Regions from separate parts of the Capsicum annuum genome. Here region 1 is linked to region 2. Evidence: chromatin contacts called from public Hi-C data. All regions are on one chromosome and are shown on one strand. Each heading gives the region's core, a stretch centred on a gene start, on an enhancer-like site or on the middle of the called end of the contact. The rest is flanking DNA. Distances are from core to core; before and after follow the strand shown.

The links. Hi-C and Micro-C count contacts between places; a contact is called where the count stands out from the background.
Region 1: a contact with region 2 is called in a Hi-C map of leaf, with 2.1 times the contacts expected there. The contact joins the promoter of LOC107871036 here to the promoter of LOC107871034 in region 2. A contact is called at or near these places in 2 of 5 Hi-C or Micro-C datasets (leaf and placenta).

The regions. Positions count from the first base shown.
Region 1 is chr5:189,056,854-189,060,613 of UCD10Xv1.1, forward strand. It overlaps LOC107871036 (peptide methionine sulfoxide reductase B5), which reads left to right and starts at 1,438. Exons shown (of 3, transcript XM_016717828.2): 1 at 1,438-1,814. The coding sequence starts at 1,567.
Region 2 is chr5:188,780,524-188,784,442 of UCD10Xv1.1, forward strand. It overlaps LOC107871034, which reads left to right and starts at 1,734. Exons shown (of 7, transcript XM_016717826.2): 1 at 1,734-2,188; 2 at 3,635-3,720. The coding sequence starts at 2,062.

The DNA.
Region 1 (3,760 bases), core at 188-2,687, 280 kb after region 2:
ATCCACAGCATACAATTCGTACCTCCTATTTGTATCCCTGGCAGAATAGGATACCAAGAGGATTGAACACTGTCTCCCATACGAGTGCAAGATACGACTCATATCCAACCATACGACTCATATCCCCTAAGTCGTATCCATTCCAATAACTCATCCAATCTCATCGACCAACAGTGGCCAGTATACGATAGGACCATACCACTCGTACTCCAACATACGGCTCGTACCTATGAGTCATATTGGGACCGGAGAACAAAATTTCAGGAAAAATACTAAGGGCCAAAACCCAGAATGTAACAATATAGTTCTCACAAAAGACACCCAAAAGTCAAAATTTTAGTTTTTCAAAAAGTGAAATAATTTAAGGGGGTGCTTGGAGGGATTTTATTAAGTGACTTATAAGGTAGAAGCTAAAAGTCAAAAACTGATAGCAACTAATTTTTACCTTTTGACTTTTTTACACTTTTTAAGTCAAAGTAAAGTAATTTAAAGTGACTTTTTTTAATGGAAAATGTACAAATACAGTTCCGAACTTTGATAAATACACATATGCCCTCCATCATATTTTGGGTACAAATATACCCCTGTTGTCAATGATTGGGTACATATATACCCTTCTCACTGACGGAGTGTCACATGTCACAATCTTAATCATTTATCAATTTTAATTTATCTTAGCCCAAATAACCCACTACCCGATCCATTATTTGACCCAATTTCATGAAATATTCAAGAATCGGGTCTGTTGCTCAATACAGCAAACAGACGCGCCTCTTATTTGTCTTTTACAACAAGTTATTTGCTTAAAAGACACTTGACATACATTAAAAGTACCAAAAATATGCAAGCATACCAGCTTCAACTCTTTCGAGAATCATGTATCCATCTTCGGCCAATGTCACAATTACAAATTTGACGTTCGGTAACTTTAGAAGTACAAAAACAAGAGCATCTAGGACTGAAGGGTTCCCTGTCCATGCCTGGGAGACGATACATCTTTTGTCAAATTTGCCAAGTACAACAGAGGGAGGACGGGACTCCATCATCGAATTAAAATTGCAAAAATAGCAAATATCAGTCCCAACGGATGCGTCTGTTTGTTGTGTTGAGCAATGGATCCAACTCTTGAATATCTATGAAATCGGGTCAAATAATGGATTGGATATCGGGTATATTTGCGATAAAATAAATAAAAATTGGTAATGGTTAAGATTGTGATACATGGCACTCTGAAAAACATATATATATATATATACTCAGTCATTAACGACAAAGATATTTATACCCATATATATATTATTTATCAAAGTTTGAAAATATATTTATACTTCTCTATTTTTAAACTCTTTATCATACAACTTCAAAACTAAAAATATGCTTAAAAATTTTACACGCTTAAAATTTTTATACATTTAAAAATAAGTCAATTGAAAGAGCGAACTCTTATAAGCGGTGGTAGTTAGAGAAGAGTAACTCGATGGGTAGGAGGAGTGCGACTTTGAATTGGTCTTTGCGGCCCACTATAAACAAATAATAGAGTATATATCTACCTTATCTTGAATCTTGATGGGTTCTCAGATTCTCAAAATCTCACCGTTTACTCTGATTTTCAGCTCCACCTCATTGTTGAGATTCCATGCCAAAAGGAATTGTGGCCAATTCAGGCATTTAGGTTTTGTTTGTTCAAGTAAGAGAAGGTTCAGAGGTGGGATTATTGCGATGGCTACACCAGGCTCCGTTCACAAGTCAGAGGAGGAGTGGCGTGCAATTCTCTCCCCTGAGCAGTTCCGTATTCTAAGACAGAAAGGAACCGAGTATGCTCTTTTTTCTTAGCAAGTTTTTGTGGTCTTACTGATTCTTATTATTAGAACTTACAGGTGCTTGCTATGTACAATAAGCTAATACATGCATGTCATGTATTTGAATTTAGAGTTTATGTTACTTAATCATAATTAATTAATATATATTTTACTTAATTTAATTATTTAACCATGCTAAAGAACATTAGTTTGATGTATACACCCAATGCGTGTAAGTATTTACCTCCCTAATTTGCATGCTGAATTTTTTATTTTTTTTTGAAATTGCTAGAGACCTTGATGAACTTCTGGAGTTTTTAACTCCACTCAGTATTTCCTATAACTTCCCCTGAACTATTTGAAACTTGGTTCTAATATTTGTGTAAAGTCGGTGAGGAAGTTTGTAACTTGACCAAGTTTATTGAAGGATAGGATGCAAGTTTATAAAGTTACTTCCTGAATTCACCCAATCTCCTCTGATCAAATGAAAAGAAATCTTGGAAATGTCAGCATTTTAATGACACTTGCCATAAGTAATTGTTTTTTAATCTTGATTATAAAAATCAAATTTCTTTGGAATCAAAACTCGTCGTGAGGATCATCTTTATCCGAAGAGCACTAGATGGATCTTGTGTATAATAGGAGTAACATAATCAATTACAGAAGATTCTTCATACAATGTTTTCTTTCGCTGGAGATTGTTGCGTCCCTATCTCTTTCCTTAAAGTGTGTGTGGGTAGAGGCGCGGGGGGGGGGGGGGGGGGGGGTGCATGCTGCACTTCAATGTTGCTTACCAGACTGGTCTTAACTCCCTCCGAACAAGCATTGAGGAGAATTTGTTCACTGCTTTGGCGTGAGGTTTAAGAAAATCTGGTGATGCTTAACATATTTATACCCTTGAAGTGAACACTGTTACATACTCTGGAGATTGCCAATGTCTATACTTCAGCATTTAGCAACAAACTATGCACAAGGACATAATAAATCCTAGTTATAGAAGGCTGGTTACCTAAGTTTGTTATATTTAAGTATGATTTGTAACATTTAAGTATGCATGTTATATTAGGTTATCAAAATAAAAAATTTATGCATGTTATATTATTGTTTTGCTGCCACCTATAAACCGAAAGAGCCAGGCTTCCCAGCCACTATGCAAGAAGCAAATTGCGAATAATAAATCAACACGAGGATTTTTACGTGGAAAATTCCTTGCTCAAGAGAGAAAAATACCACCACCTATCTCCAGTAGGATTTCCCCAAACTCTCCACTTTAACTTGAGCAATTTCAAGGTTACAACTCTTTGTACACCTAAGGAAGTGACTCCAATAGAACCTTCTCAAATTTTAGTACCTTCTCCAACTCAAAGACTACGTTGTCTATGAAGTCCCTTTACAATTCAAAACCAAGGCATGATACAAGTCACTATGAAAGTAATAAGTGTACAGTTAGGAACCACAAGAATTAGTGGCGGAGCCAGACTTTTGGTTAAGGGTGTTCATATTTTTCCTTGGGCAAAGAACTGTTTAAAAAACAAAGAAAATAAAGCACTGTTGTACCTGCCAAGGTTCAAACTGGGTTGTTGATACGGAAATGCACACTCTTGACCACTGGACTATGCTTCTCTAGCTTGTCAAGGGTGTGCAACAACATGCTTCTCTAGCTTGTCAAGGGTGTGCAACAACATGTATATAACCATAAATATTTATATTTAACCTATATACTCGAAAAAATTTTCCGACGAAGGGTGTTCATCTGACCACCCTTCGTTGGCTGTGGCTCCGCCACTGACAAGAATCTAACTATAACACTTGATAGGAACAAGTTCTTCTCGTTGTGGTCTGAACAAATCTCTGTATATGTGTAGTCTCTCTCGTATGTCGTTACCTCATAAAGCATCAATGCAATGCTTTAAATAGGAGTAGAATATACATTTGTATTCTCTAAATCCAACCAAGACTTG
Region 2 (3,919 bases), core at 484-2,983:
CAACGTTTTATCACTAGGAGTGTTATTTAAGGAAAATTTTATTCCCTTTTTTGGCTAGCCATTCACAAAAGACTTTGTCAGTAATTATTGAAAGAAATCGCATGTAAACTTTTCAAAGAGAAAAGCCCAAATGTTTTTCCGTCGCTTGGACCAGACATTATTTTTAGTTGTAATTCTTCTGCTGAAAATCAGAAAGAAAATTGTGACAGAAAGACGTGGAATTAGATGGTGGTCATAGGCCGCTGAGAAGAGAATATGATGCCGGGTCGGATTGATTTTGCGGTGTGAAAAAGAACCTTTATTGGTTTTAAATGATTTTGTTTTTCTTTTATTTTAGTAAATATATGAATCTCAGGCATCGGTTGATCTTGTTGGTAATTTATTTTCTTTTTATCACTATTACTACTGCTTCAGTTAAGGATATGCTTCTAATGGACAGACGAATTTCATTGTTGTCCATCATCATACACTTTTGAGGAAAGAGTTAGATTTATTGTTTAGTGATGGACATGAATTTATTTATTGTCTTTATTCTTTTGGTTAACTTGCATCTTAATTGCTTTAAGTATTTAGTCTCATATATATTGAATATATGTGACAATCATGTAACAAATGCATCACTTTTTATAATTTAACGATTAATCAAAGATATATATACACAAGTCTTATTAATAATTGAGACATTAGTTTTGTATCAAGTATTTTGGGACATTTATTTTATATCAAGCATGAATCAACGCATTAATTATATATCAAGTATTTTGAAATAAACATGCAATGCATTTTCATGTTCATTATCATATAAAGTGTGAAGGATTATAAAAATATTGTTTGAACTTTTTGTCTTTGTGAAGGACCTTAGAAATATTATTTGAACCTTTTGTCTTTTACTAAAAGTCTTTGTTTTAAATAAAATTATTTTTTCACTATTTTATTAATATTTAACAATTAAAATTAATTAAATATTTATAGTAAAACCTTTTCTTATTAGAAGTCATATGAATTAATGACAATTAATATATTTTTTATTAGTTTAAGAATTAAATCTAGAAATAAATATGAAAACGTTAGAATAAGAAAAATATAAAAATATCAAATTTTTAAAAGTTTTAAATAAGTAATCAAAGATTTTCTAAAGATTTAACTTTAAAAATAAGGAAAGATTTTAAATATAGAAAAAATAAAAAAAATAACTGTAATACAAATATGATTTAAATCGATGCGTTTCTCTTAGTTTCTAGCAATAAATAAAAGAGGTACTGCTTGACAAACGCAAAAGTGATGATTTATTAACCACTTGAAACTTTTGGTGGTAAAATATATATATGCTTAGAATAAAATATATGTTATATTTACATTATTATATTAACGTATGAAGGATTTTTGAAAAGTGATTTGAATTTTTTGCACTTCACTAAAAACTTTTTGCAATAAATAAAATCATCTAATTTTAAATAATCAAAGGTTATACGGGCGAGGCTGGTGCATTTAACTAGTTATACTAAAAATAAATGTTCAACATTATTTGTGTAGTTTGAAAAATTAATGGATAATTTATTATTTTGCGTATGTTTATCTCTGTTGTTAAATACTATTCATTATTTTAATATAATTTTTAAAATACTAAATTTATTATATTCATAGTATGATAAAATAAAATTACTCCTTATTTATTTTGTGGGTAAATAAAGATTTTATTTACCAAGTAATCATTACAAATATAGTATTCTGGCATCATTTGGACAACCTCAAATGTGCCTATCCTTACCTAGTACATTCAGTATCATGGATAGAAATTTCAAAGAATCATTAATAATTTTAGTTTAGTAATATACTACCTATCTAATTAAATGGGAGTACAACTCAAATATGAAAATACATTCCTATAGAATTTTATTTATAATTTCTATTTGGACAAGGACTAACTACCAAATGCTAACTATCTGACTTCGTATGAACTTTCAATTACTACTATATTTTCCCCAACAAATATGAACACAATTTATCAAATTACAGTTTATTTTTATAATAATTGGAGATGAAAAAAGAAAAGAAAAAGAAATGGCTCATTATTTTGATTCTTCTTCTTCTTCTTTAGTTCCTCCTTTGATAGTTAAAGCCAGTAAAGTTGACCTTGAAGCTGGAAACGTTGACCAAATTCAGTGTCGAATTTGCCTTGAAAGTCATGGTGAGTTTTTTGATTATCATATTACTCAATCCGTTCCAATTTATGTGTGTTATTGTGGTTCTGTTTGTGATTTTTAAGTGTTAAGTAAGATGCTTTGGGGTGAAATGGATGTTTAAATATATTGTGAGTAAGTGTTTTTGTTGGTGAATTGTATGTCTTTCAAATATGGTTTCACTTCTTTTTTATAATGGTGATGTCTGGGCTAACTTGTACTCTGTTGGAGTTCCACATAGTTCACGGGATAGAAATTTTGTCTTTATATGGTTTTGATAATCTTCACCTCGAGCTAGCTTTTGGATATGAGTTAAGCTCAAGATTCATTTATTTTTTATGGTATTAGAGTCGTGCCCATCCCAATGTAAATTCATTGTTTTTTATGTTGGACCTCTATCTTATTGTCCAAGCCCCAAATATCCCTTCTTGAGTGTGAGAGGGGTGTTGGAGTCCCAAGGGATGGTTTTTTTTCCCCTATTCCTGTTTAAAGCCAAAATATTTTAGTCCTAAGTGAAGTTCTAAGTTGCGTAGACTCTTCACTTTCGATGCCACTCCAATGTTGGATTCTCCAAAATACATTACTTTTGGAGAATCCTACATGCACCTGCTGACATTTTTGAAGAGTCCGAACAACATAGGTGACATTTCTGCATTACGGAGGTGACTGAACTAAATGAAAATTTACATGTGGGACGCAGTGGTAAGAATCTGGATTTTCACTATGGGGATTCAAAATATAAAAAGGAAAACACAAGAAAAATCCAAGGGATTCAATAGCTACTGTAGGCACATAAAAAGTAATTTGACCTTGTATATACCATGTAATTTTTTGATGGCATTTGGGTGAACCTCCTGGCGTGCCCCTAGCTCTGCCTCCAGTTGGGAGAGAGTTGAAGTACTAGTGTTTGGTTTGTTGTGGTATTCTCAGTTTTAATTGCAGATGGTTGGTTGCATTGTCTAACATATCACATAGCTTTTATTCTAGTATTTGAAATCGTTTAGATCGATCTCCACATATATTCACATTATCAGACTTGATATCAAGTCTGGTTAAAGGAGGAAGGTTGAAGTAGGTCGAGGTTCATAAGAAGTTAGTCGAATTATGATAAAAGTAAACCGTACCTAATTTGGGTTATGTATATGGAAAGCAAGCATAACAGATTTACGATTGAGGAATAGTTAACTGATTGATTTGAATCATCGAACTCAAATAACAAGGAAGAAAGAACATTTTGACAAAGAGGAGTTGTTAACTTGTTACTATATTCTATTGAGTGCTTCTTGTTGAATTCTTCCTTGGTTATTTGTATTCATATAACGTCTTTTAGTGAATGATCATTTTCGAGCTTTTCCTTGTTTATTATGTTCAGAGCATATTAGTGTTATTTTGGTTAATGAACTTATTGATGCATGAGAACCATACTTACAGTTATTTTAACTTTTCTTTCTTAGGTAGGGACTTTATTGCACCTTGTAAATGCAGGGGTACATCAAAGTATGTTCACCGAGAATGCCTTGATCAGTGGCGTGCTGTTAAGGTATGTTTTCAGATCGTTTGTTCCGCAGAAGCTTTAGCCTTATTAGCTTTAAGCTTTGGTAACTTATTGACTTATGTTGCTCGGGCTCTTCAAAAATGCCATCGGTTATATTGTTGATCCTGTGAAAGTGCTGCATTATTTATGATCCGACACTGGCGCGGCAACCTTTCTTGTAGAGTACGAGGAACATCACCTGAGA